Linked DNA regions of Podarcis muralis: region 1 is linked to region 2. A link is a contact called in public Hi-C data. All regions are on one chromosome and are shown on one strand. The core of a region is the stretch at or near the end of the contact, and the rest is flanking DNA. Distances in the headings are between cores, read along the strand shown. Region 1 holds the start of P2RX3 (purinergic receptor P2X 3). Region 2 holds the start of TIMM10 (translocase of inner mitochondrial membrane 10).

Region 1 (6,035 bases), core at 1,263-3,762, 220 kb before region 2:
GCCAAGGACATTTTGCTGCTAGAGACAAAGCAAAATCCCGTCTCTCATCCACAGCCCACCCTCTGCTGCGCGCCTGCCACACACCACTCACACATGCCACTGTCCAGGGGTGGGGGGAGTAAAAGGAGGCCAGAGAGGGACAAGTGTGCAAAGGAGGAGGGAGCAAGGGGCATGCTTCTTGGAGGCCAAATCTGCCACCTCTCCAAGTTGTCCAGAGCCTGCCACGCTGGGACAACTGTCTCACCTTGCCTCACTGGAGGGCCTGTCCTGTCTCTGGTCTTATATCACACACACCTGGAACTCACAAAGTGTAACTCAGGGGATGAGAAACATGGACGATGGTGCAAGCTTGTTTTCTCCTTCTCTGAAGGCAAACCAATGGTTTAAAGCAGTGCTTTTTTCCTTAAAAAATGTTTAGGGGTACTCTCATTTTCCTACTCATATTTGGAATACTGCCCCCTCAATGGGGCCAAACTTAGATTCACAAAATGTTTAGGGGTATGCGTACCCCTGAATCCCAGAAAAAAAGCACTGGTTTCAAGTTACAAGAAAGGAAATTCCTATTAAACACCAGGAAGAATTTTGTGATGGTAAGAGCTGTTTGACAGTGGAATGGACCCCCTGGGAAGGTGGTGGAGTCTTCTTCCTTGGAGATTTTTAAGATGAGGTTTGATGGCTGTTTGTCATGGATGGTTTAGTTAAGAATCCTGCATTGCAGGGGATGGACTAGATGACCCTTGGGAACACTTCCAACTCTAGATTCATAGAATCATAGAATTGCAGAATATCACTTAAGCAATGTAACGGACAATACTGTAAATAATTTGAAGAGCTGAAACTGTACAAGGCTTTTTGCATATAAGGCTCCATTCAAAGTCTTTCTGTAGCTCAGTAATAGTTGCTTTTAACCTTTTCTGACCCTGAACCTACCTTTTAATCTCAGCCTGCAACATGGGTTCTGCTTTTAGTTTTTTAAAACTGTATATACCACCTTTCCCCTTTCCTCTCAGGCAAAATTCCCACCCTGTGTGCCACAAGAGAACTGGGAGTGTGCTGTAAGAAACAGACAATTAAAGGCTGTACAAGTCAGTGCTCTGGACTTGCTAGCTTCCTACTGGGGAGGTCACACCCAGAACACTAACTTGTGTAGAAACCCGGGGGGCAGGGGGTGCCATGGTTATTTTGTTCACTCTTAGGAACAAATCTTCTCAGGCACAATAGTCAAGTGATGTTGTTGGAGGCCAACTCCCATCTGCCGCAGCCAGTATGGCCAATGGTAAGGGATGATGGGAGTGTTGGGCATATATGCCATGGAAGCTCAGTCAAGCAGTTAAGCTCACCACAGAAAACAGCGCTTTAGCAGACCTGTCTTTACCGGTCCAACGCCAACACACACACAATTTACAGATGTTACAAGTAGTCTTCGCTCTATCTCTCTGAGCCCAGAGAGGGGTCTTTGCTTCAAAGTTCTTGCTGTGTTAAAGTCCACAGCCAAGTCCTTAGTCCAGTTGCTTTCAAAGTTCTACAGTCTTTCAAAAACTGTTAATAGTAATAATAATAATAAATGTATTTATACCCCACCCTCCCCGGCCAGAGCCGGGCTCAGGGCTGCTAACACCAGTAAAATTACAATAAAAACATAATGGGGGGGCAATTTAAAATACAGATTAAAATACAATTTAAAATGTAGCCTCATTTTAAAAGTAGCCCATAGATCAAACCCATAAGGGGAGGGAAACATAAAGGTCAGACTGAGTCCAAACCAAAGGCCAGGCGGAACAGCTCTATCTTGCAGGCCCTGTGGAAAGATGTCAAATCCCGCAGGGCCCTAGTCTCTTGTGACAGAGTGTTCCACCAAGTCGGGGCCAGTACTGAAAAGTCCCTGGCCCTAGTTGAGACCAGTTCCAATTTTTCTTCTTCAAACTGCTTCACACTGTCTCAGGCAAATTCTCCTACCGTCCCTACTGTCCCACAAAACAAATGCCGTAAACTGGACCCCTGGACCCAGCCTGATATGCTTTTTTATTCGGCTACTGAGCTTTGGTAAGTGAACTTGAATTGTGCGTCTTTGAGACAGATAGCTCAAAGGAATAACCAGGAACTTTCTTTTGCTGTTGCTCACACTGTCACGGATTTGGGACTAGGATCCCACTGTTTTCAATGCAGGCAGCATCTTGTCAGAATGATTTCCCATTTTCCAATGTCGTCTCCGGAGGGGAATATTATTCCGCTTTCCCCTCCCCCTCTCCTTCCTTCCCCTTTGACTGATGTTGCGAAGGTCTGACACAGCAGGGGCACTATCTGTAGAGCTGGAACACCACTCAGAGGAAATGCAGCAATTGCAGATTCATTATTTAATGCTCAGATCTCTTCCATCTAGGCACTCGCTAGAATCCAATTTGTAATTGATGAGCTGGAAAGCCCCACCTTTCTCTGACTGCATCACCGGGTGTTGGGTAGGGGTGGGGGTGGGGAAAGAGATCTTATAAAAAGGGGTCCCAGCCTCTCAAGCATGCCCAGAGTAGCAGGAGACAACAGCAGGAGGGAGCCAGCAGAACTTCTTCCTTTCAAAAAGCTTCTGAATGTTCTCCCTGCGCAGATTACACCTCCGTGTCTACCACTCATAGACCCATCACAACACCCTTGACATTCCAGTCTGGTCTGCAGAACATCTTGGATTTGCTCCTCTGCGCCCAGGCTTTTCTTCGGCATGAACTGTGTGGCAAACTTCTTCACCTATGAAACCACCAAATCGGTGGTGGTAAAAAGTTGGACCATCGGCGTGATCAACCGGGCCGTCCAGCTGCTGATCATTTCCTACTTCATTGGGTGAGGGATGGCATGTGAATGGGGGAAATATATTCTCACTTGGGGGGGAGGGTGGCTTTGGGAGAAGCAAGGTAAGGGCTTACACCCCACAAATCATCATCGCTCAAGAGGTGGCAACTTTTTACACAAAGGTGTTGGTAGAGGACAGTAGAACAAGGAAGGTGTTGGGGAAGTAACCGAGAACAGCTTGGCTACCTTAAAAATCTTGCCTTATTTTTGATGGGTGTGAGAAACCAGGTAGATAAGGCTGCTAAGTCAGGGCTTTTTTTCAGTCAGAAATCACCGAAACTCAGTTCCAGCACCTCTCAGGTGGGTACCATTGCCACTGTAAGAGAAAACAAGGAAGGTGTTCATGGTGAGTTCTGGTATTTCTTTTTCTAGAAAAATAGCACTGTGCCAAGTGAATGGTTCTAAATGTAACTTGTTCCTGTAAGGGAGACTTGAAATACATAGAGATTTTCACTTGGATTCTCCAAACTTGCAAAGATCTCTAAGGAAATAATAACTCACATAGACATTCCTGTCAGCTCTGGAAAAGGAACGTGCAGTTGCAGGTGGCAGGAAGGCTTATGTGGTCCCACGAGGCTGCGGACAGTGTTGTCTCTGGTTTGTGGGGTTTGGGTGGCGGATAGAAAATGATTACCATCTCTCACAAGTCTGGAGTTGAGGAGCTGTTTGGAGAGCCAGGAGACTTGGATTCAGGGCCACAGCAAATTTCATTTGTTAAAACCCCGTTTCGTCATCCTAAGGGGATGTTGTACAAATTCATGGGCTTCTGCCCTTAGATAGCCCCAAGGAAATCATAGACAGAAAGGAGCTGCTGTTGCTGCTGCTTTTTAACTGAAGAAGTGCTTCACAATTATTTGCCTATTGTGCCTGAGACCAAGTAGCTAAATTCATGTTGTCCCTTCAGAGACTTTGTTTGGACGTGTGATTATGTAGGCAAGCTTGTCCACACATACTGTATAGTCATTTCTTCCAGCAAAAGAAGGATTCTGATAACTCTTTGCACTATGTTTGTGCCATTGCAAACTTGCCACCCGAGCCAGAGCATCCAGCCCCACAGAGAGGCTGACTTTACCACATGCCATGATAAAATTTGCTTTACCAGATGGCAAGAGGCTCCTGGTAGTTGTTTTAATTCATTCTACTCGTGGCTTTTATGGGTTGGGTGTTCGTTTGAATGTGAGCCCCCTGCTTCATCTCTCCACATATTCAGGGGAAAGGATTAGGGAGCAGGTGATGTGAAAGAGTTCAGCTTGAGACGCTGGAGAGCCACTGTTAGTCAGAGTGGGCAATGCTGGGCTTGATAGCCAAAAGGTCTGACCTGGTAGAAGGCATCTTCCCACAGTTCTCAGGGGAGCTGGGACGGTTTGGGAAGCAGGCGATTACTGTAACAGTTCACTTAACTGCTTTGGGATGGGTTCTGTGTTCTGTTTTTCCTGAGACTGTTTATACCGGAGTAGTCTCACTGACACCTTAAAGTTGTTTCTGGGAGAAAAATATATATTGGGGGGGTGGGGTAAAGGAGGGAAGCCTTTTGGGGGATGGTAACTCTATAAGATGAGGGGACGCGGGTGGCGCTGTGGGTAAAACCTCAGTGCCTAGGACTTGCAGATCGTAAGGTCGGCGGTTCGAATCCCTGCGGCGGGGTGAGCTCCCGTCATTCGGTCCCAGCTCCTGCCCACCTAGCAGTTCGAAAGCACCCTTAGGTGCAAGTAGATAAATAGGGACCGCTTTATAGCGGGAAGGTAAACGGCGTTTCCGTGTGCGACACTGGTGCTGGCTCGCCAGTGCAGCTTCATCACGCTGGCCACGTGACCTGGAAGTGTCTTCGGACGGCGCCGGCTCCCGGCCTCTTAAGGGAGATGAGCGCACAACCCTAGAGTCGGTCACGACTGGCCTGTACGGGCAGGGGTACCTTTACCTTTACCTTTAACTCTATAAGAACGTACATTAGTGGATTGTGAGAAGGCTGACCAACTTAAAACTACTTCAGCAGGAAGGGGTGTGTGTGTGTGTGTGAGAGAGAGAGAGAGAGAGAGAGAGAGAGAGAGAGAGAGGTTGTGCACATGGAGATCATAGTTACAGGAGACAACTACTATATAGGGGTAGAGGTTATGAGTAGTTGGAAATTATAGAAGCCAGCAGCTACCTAGGGAACAGTGACTGTGAAGGCCATCTGGTGGCCAAAAAAAAAGAAGTAATATGGAAACAGCTTTTGCTGCACACAGAGAGATGGGAGGGGGGGGGGATCACTGCTGGGTATCCTAGCGCCCTGGGCTTACTATTATTGATTACAGTTAAATAGGTCCATGATATGGTTTTGCCTTACATGCGAAAGAATGTTAATGTCTCCTAATGGCCCGTGAAGGTCTCTTTATGGGAGATAATTGTTAGGAGATGGTTTCTTCTAGTTAACAGAGAGCTTTCTGGAATGAGTAGAACGGGAAAGCCAGCGGAATGAGGGGAAGACGATAAATCCTCAGTTTCCCCAGGCAAGGGGTGGGGACTGATGTGAGATGTGTGCCTGTGTATGCTATAACAGAATAAGCACTTTTGAAACTGATATTGTTGTGAAAAGGCAGCACCTATACTCTGGAGCTTCCCGCCAATTCACATCAGGCAGGCACCTTCACTGTATTTTTTCTGTAAGCAAGCTGATCCAAACAGGTAGATGTCAATATGTTTTAATCTCTTTTTATCTTACTCCTGATTCTAATTGTTTTTTTAAATCTTTTAAAACTACTTGTTAACTCTTTTTTACTGAGAATGAACATATCTTGTAAACCCCTTAGTTTTGTTACAATCAAGCAGTACATTTTTTTTTTGTAAAATAAATATTTGCAAGTAAGAGGGGCAGGATTAAGCTAAAAACAAAAACAAAACACCGCTGCTGTGAGTCAAGCAATGAAACGGAGGGCCTTGAATTTGGAGCTTTAGGGTTCAAGACTTCGAGTCTGGCCCCACATACGGTAGGTCCCTGACTGCAGGTTTCAGTCCCTGATCTGTTAAATGGAATGATGGGTTGCTTGTGAGGATAAACAAAGTCTGCAAAGCCGATTAGTCTAATTACCAGAAAGTCCCATGGAGATAAGTGGGACTATCCCTGTATAAACAGTGTTGGGAAGAGGCTATAAAAGTACAATATGAAATAATAATTACGAGCTCTATTCTGGGTTGTGAAAGGGATGGTGAGAGAGGGC
Region 2 (6,491 bases), core at 1,324-3,823:
GTGACAACTCCTCTGCTGACATACAGAATGACTCTCTATGCAGGGGTAACTTTTTTCAAAGAGGGCCAGATTTGATGAAGTGAACATGCATGAGGGCCGACCAAAGCTGTTGAGCTTTTTTACAATTTTACCCCATGACATATACTGCCACAAGGGAAGGATTAAATTGACCGGCAGGCCGGATTAGGCCCCCGAAATGGACTTTGCATATGCCTGCTCTAGGGGAAGGAGTGCACCACTCTGAGCAAGAGGAAAATGAACTCTTAGAATGACCCAGTCATTGGGGTATGAGCTGTTATCCTCTCATGCCAAGGATACACCTTCAGGCAGAGACAGGGGCAACCTGGTCGTGGGTGATTCAATCATTAGAGAGATAGATAACTGGGTATGTGACTGTTATGCAGATTGTAGAGTGAACTGGCAGACACTGGTGGGGAGGAATCAATGGCCGTGGTGCATGTTGGCACTAGTGACACAGAGAAAAGTACTTGTGTGATCCTAAAAGAGAAAATTAGGTTGCTAGCTAGGAGGCTTAGAGTCAAGAACTTCAAGGTAGCTTTCTCTGACGTGCACAGGGCCAGCTAGACAGGAACAGCTGTGTGGTCTCAATGCATGCATGAAATGGTGGCATCTGGAGGAGGGCCTTGGATTTGACAGGCACTGGGGAATGTCTTTGGATAAGCTGGGCCTGTATAAAAGGAATCGGTTCCATTATACCAGATTGTTGGTGCTTAAAAACAAAAAGGTGGCAAAGCATATTTTAAACCAATTGTTGAAATCCCCGCCATGTCTGTCTGTCTGTCTGTCTATCTATTATTATTACTATTAATTCAATTTAAATACCACCCTTTATCAAAAGATCCCAGGGTAGTATGCAACATTAAGAACACATTTTATGGAGCATAATAATAAAAACACAATAAAAGCATAATTTGTGATATAATTTCCCCTGCGCAGGGCCAGCTAGATCATTTAGCAAGCAGCGTCTAGAGCATTTGGGGTTTTTAAATTTAGCTAAGCGGAACATGGTAGAGACTTATCAAATTTTGACTGAACAGAGGAATCTTTTGCCATCTCGAATTATACTGAAATTCAGTGTTACCCAATGAAACTAACATACAGTAGGTTCAGGATAGACAAAAGTAAATATTTTACCCAATAAGGAATTCTCAGACACAAGATGCAATGATGGACACCAGGTTATGACACCTAGATCTGTCAACGACTATGGTTAAATAAAACTTCTATGTTCAAATACAGTACCCCTGCGAGCACCAGGTGCTAGACGGACAACAGGGAAGGATGCTTTGCCTGTATGTCCTACCTGTAAGCTTCCCAATTCAACCACATGAAGCCTTGATCAGATTTTTTAAAAAGGCAATTCTATGATGTTATCCTATGTTTCTATTTTGTGAACCACCCTGTGATCTTTGGATGAAGGGTGGTATACATTAATAATATGTTCTGCACAATGTCTAGTAAGGTATAGGTCCTAAAGTAGTACATTTTGGTGGGAGGATAATCTTGGAAAGTCTGGGGTACTTGGAGAGAAGCAAAACACAAGTCACAGCATACAGTGCCCGTATTGTTTTCATAGCTCTTATGCTGCACATTTCAAATGAGCACCACTGAGGAGTGCCCTCATGCTTGTGATTAGTGGGTACCTGTTGTACATATCAGCCATCATCTCCACTTCCAACTCAGCCGCCAGCTGCTGAGCCCTCACAGGATCCATCACACATTCAAGTATTTGTCCTTGACACTGCTGGAGAACACAAAGGATCAGAACCCAATGACTCTACCTATAGTACACACACAATCAACAAGGTTGCCACTTAGTCTGTATTTTAGATCGCTGCTCAGTTTTTCAGTGGTCAGGTCCATCTGCAGTCCTGGCAGTAAAAGGGCAGTTAAGTGTGAGCTGGTTTGCACCCCACCTAACAGATCAGTGCTGTGACAAGAGCAGACGCTGACCCTCTGCTGACCCACTAGAGCAGGGACAGGGAGCCCTTCAGATAGCCAGCCCGTAGCCAGAGATGATGGAAGCTACTGTGCAGCAACATCTGGAGGGCCAGAGGTTTCCCTGCATTAGGGGATGTCTGACCTGGATGCAGAAGACCACTGCTTGGGGTGAGGGAATGTGGGAATATGGACCCAAAAGGACAGCACAGGAGCTGTTGTTCTGTTTGCTTTTCAAAATTAAAACTGGCAACGTCCATCCCGCCGCCTCACTGCTTCCCAGCCTGACCCCCGCACCGCCCTCATTCCTCACAGCCCGTGTGAACCCCCCTCTTCTCGTACACGCGCACGGAGGGAGCGAAGAGCCCCCAGGCGGCAGCTCCCGTCCTCTCCCCTCGTCCCCCGCCTGGGCTCTTCTGCCCATCAACTCCCGCCAATTGGACAGCATGTCTACCTCACCACGAGCAACGCTCACCTCCAGCCACAAATATCAACCGGAAGCACGAGTTTCAGGCGCTTCCGCAGCGCGCCTTTCAGGGAAACCATAGAGACTTCCTGGCAGGTATAATGCCTTTCTAGGCGGCCTGTTTTTCCTTTTCCCCAGCGAGGGACCATGGCCCGTGTTGCCATAGAGTTCAGGAGGGGGTGATGGACGTTGGGAAGGAGGCGGGATTTCCTCAGTTGCGCTGTCAAGGGATGAGAAGCGGCTACGTCATCGCCCACCGCGGAGGGGCTTCTTGCCTCTTGACTGCATTATTTACCTTGTGTATTATTTAGTGCGTTTCTTGTCTGCCTTTGTCTGGAAACGCAGGCCGAAGGGGAGAGGGGTTGCAAATAAAAATGCATGGAGGATTGCAAGGCAACAAGAAGACGCAGCAGTTCACAGGAGGGGTTTTCCCTCCACTTCTTTATGTGTTTGTTTTTATGAAATCCAGCAGAAGCTGAAAGGTGCCACACACACACAAGCTGTTCATTACAGCAACGAATTATAAGCTGAATTAAATATGCTGCCTTTCAAAATTTGTTTGAAAACTGATCAAAAGGAGAGGGGAAACAGTTTGATTTGCATATTTAAATACTCCATGGGTGGTACTCAGTTTTACTTGGGAGTAGACCCACCGAACTTGCTGTTGTTTACCTAGCTGGAAAATAATAATAGACTCTTGGGCAGTTGTGGGTACAAATGGATTTTCAACAGATTACTTTCTAAAACGGAATTGCATGCTTATTTCTATCTGAAATAGGAATGCAGTAAGTTCTTTTCATATTTCAGGAGCTTTAAAGGCTGTGATTGTATGAATATATATTTGATTATGGCCCTTTAGATTTAGTAGTCTTACTTCTGAGTAAATATGCACAGGCTTGTGCTGTGTGCTGCCTACTACATTGAACAACAAGACTTCTCAGAAGGCAAACATTTATAATAGGTTATATAACATGTAAGAGTTAGATGTGCTTTTGTTTGTTTTCTGTTTGGTCAGCTCCTGAAGTAACCTTTTAATATCTGACCTGGACAATTAAGGAATCAGTCACATAGTTTCACTGATATTATATGGAGGCTTAAAGAAAAAGGTATATTCATAAGCTGACACCTTTGGAAACATATCCACCCTAAACCTTTCCATTTCTTTTATCAAGTGCAAGTAGATGTTCTTACTCTCCTACAGATTTCTGGAAGCATGCCCAAAATTCATGATTGCCTAACAAAAATCCCTGGGGGCATCTGTGTGACAGTCCCCTGAAAAAGGACAGAAGGAGTGTGGCAGGTATTAAGTCACTGAAGGCACGACAAGAAAATGCTCAGATACTTGGTGATACTGGGCCAAAAAGGAGCAAGCCAGTACAGTCAGAAAAGGTTATTTGTTTATCAGTCTTTTATGTACAGTATTCTGTCATGATGGTGTTAGAAGGAAGAAAAAGATCAGCAGCCATATATTAAAGTAAAAAAAAGAACATATGACTTTGAAGAAAAACAGGGAAATCTATATTCCAAATCTAATGTACCACCTATACCTCAAAGTTCTGCTTGGACACTGCCATCTCAGGCCTAGGACAAACCTAATGACTTGTCTGCATGAAAAACGAATCCAGGGCTTTGAAATCTGAAAATATGAGTCATAATGTCTGGGGAAATGCTATTAATTTTGAGACTTTAAAATTTTACCCTGGACTCCTGGCTCTGATGTAGCTTATGCCCTGCTGCTTAACTGAGTTGGAGCTCTCTGCAGATTCATCCTTTTATGAAGAGCCCTTGCTGTGCTTTTCTGAACCTGTAACGAGACAGCCTAGAGAGGACAGACTGTCTGCACAATTACTTTCTGAGGCTAGATGCTTCTCCGCATTCCGAGTTTGCTGTCGGTCAGTGCTGGATAAAATTTGATTTGGCTTGTGGCTGATTTATTTCTGCAATGGGAACAGGTGGGCACAGACAGAAGCTGTGTTTGCCCAGTTCTCAATGCACTGCCCTGAAATGGGCAAATGACCCCTGTAAAACATAAAATGACACAAAAACAGTCTGGGGACAAAAATGGTGTGTTAGATCCATATTTAACCACCAAGGTTGTTATGTGTAGACTCAGCTAGATTGCTCCTGCTTCTTGCTGTTCGTATTCTGGCTGAAACAAAAATTGATGTCATACAAACAAGATGATTTGGGATGGAGCCATTGCTCCATGGTACAGCACTTCCTTTACACACAAAACGTCCCAGGTTCCTGGATCCTGTTAAAAGGCTCTGTAGTAGCAGATGGTGTAGCAGCCAATCCTAGTAGACTATACAGAAGTAGGTGGACAAATAGTCTGACTTGGTACAAGGCAGTTCACCTTGTTTATATGGGTTGCAGCTAGAGTCTAGCTTCGTTGCTTTGTGTGTAACTGAAGCTCACAGGGTGACCTTGGGCCAGTCACCATCTCTTAGCCTAATCTACCTCACAGGGTGAGGATGAAATGGGGAGGAGGAGAACCATGTACACCACCTTGAGCAACTTGGAAGAAAAAAGGTGGTATATAAAAGTACAGTGGTACCTTGGGTTAAGTACTTAATTCGTTCCAGAGGTCTGTTCTTAACCTGAAACACCACTTTAGCCAATGGGGCCTCCTGCTGCCGCCGTGCCGCCGGAGCATGATTTCTGTTCTCATCCTGAAGCAAAGTTCTTAACCGGAGGTACTATTTCTGGGATAGCGGAGTCTGTAACCTGAAGCGTATGTAACCCGAGGTACCACTGTAATAAATTAGAAAAAATTAAATAAATAAACCGAATATTTGTTTCCTTTGCACCCACATGTGTACATATATACTGTATGTAATCTGCTAGCAGAGGATATAATGTCATGCATTTGATGAAGTGGATCCAGGTTCCTGAAATCTTATGCCATAATATACTTGTTAGTGTTTTAGATGCTACATGACTCATTTCTTTTTTGCCTTTCTCTTTTTCGTTGAAAGTATTTATGTGCAGCGCACTCTGTGACCACACAAGCCTGGCAAAAACTCTGTTGACAAGGTTTGAAGAAAATAAAGCACTGTGGTAATGCATCAAGACAGCCATTTTTGTTACAGGATAAGCTAATATTCATTTCTAATTCAGTAGCAGTTTCGAGAATCAGATGCATAAGTGATGCAAACCTTAGAGACCATACAATGCAAGACAAACCTGAAACACATTGTAGTCCTTAGATTTCCACCCACCCCTTGACATTCACCACAATACATGGTGCCACAATGCCAAAGAAGGAAACAATGATGTTATCCCAGGATTCATATTTATCTCATCATAAGTATACCATTGCCAAAGACCTGAACACTATGTATTCAGAAAAAGACCTGTACTGTACTTGGTTGCTCACCTGAGGACATATTTACACCATTGGCTTAACTGACTTAAACAAGACAGCCATTCATAGTGAAAGTGGTGTGGAACTCTGATGACATTCTTTGCATTTGTGGGTTGAATTCACACTTGCTTTCAGATGATTTCTGGCCATTTTCAGATGACACAGTTGTAACATGGAAGCCTGCTCCACTGAGCTGGGAAATCTAGATTGGGCAAATTGCAGTCATTTATTTCCATTCATGGCTTGCAGTGAGATTTGAGCGCCGACAGCTGCCAAGCTTTTAGGTGAATTGTATGAAGTGTGTCACTAGAGCTATTTTCATCAAGGCTGAATTCTGACACCCAAGTGACAAATTGGCTCGGTTTTCTTTCCAGCTCCTTGGAATCTTGTCTGCTTGGGGGCCAAAGCAGTGCAAGCGGTGATGTTTCTTGAGGCATTTTTCAACACTTTGGCAGGAGTCAACTCTTTGCTACATGGTTATATTTAACCATGCAGCAGTTTGCTTCTTTTTATGTTTGGAAACAAATTTGAACCCACCCTTGTGTAGCCTTGTTATGCAAGCAGTGAATAAAGCAACTTCTGCCATGAGCCAACAATGTCTCCTGCCTTGATGGGACACTCCTTCTTGATCACTTTGGTTACTCTCCATTTACAGTACTTAGGAAAACAAACAGGCATGGTGGAAAAGGGAGGAGGCCT

What was found. Hi-C and Micro-C count contacts between places; a contact is called where the count stands out from the background.
Region 1: a contact with region 2 is called in a Hi-C map of tail, with 3 times the contacts expected there. The contact joins the promoter of P2RX3 here to the promoter of TIMM10 in region 2. A contact is called at or near these places in 2 of 3 Hi-C or Micro-C datasets (blood and tail).

What each region holds. Positions count from the first base shown.
Region 1 is chr1:81,984,948-81,990,982 of rPodMur119.hap1.1, reverse strand. It overlaps P2RX3 (purinergic receptor P2X 3), which reads left to right and starts at 2,512. Exons shown (of 12, transcript XM_028738690.2): 1 at 2,512-2,829. The coding sequence starts at 2,711.
Region 2 is chr1:81,768,199-81,774,689 of rPodMur119.hap1.1, reverse strand. It overlaps TIMM10 (translocase of inner mitochondrial membrane 10), which reads right to left and starts at 2,573. Exons shown (of 3, transcript XM_028738544.2): 1 at 2,435-2,573; 2 at 1,665-1,765. The coding sequence starts at 1,735. All of the region lies in intron 1 of SMTNL1 (smoothelin like 1), which reads left to right.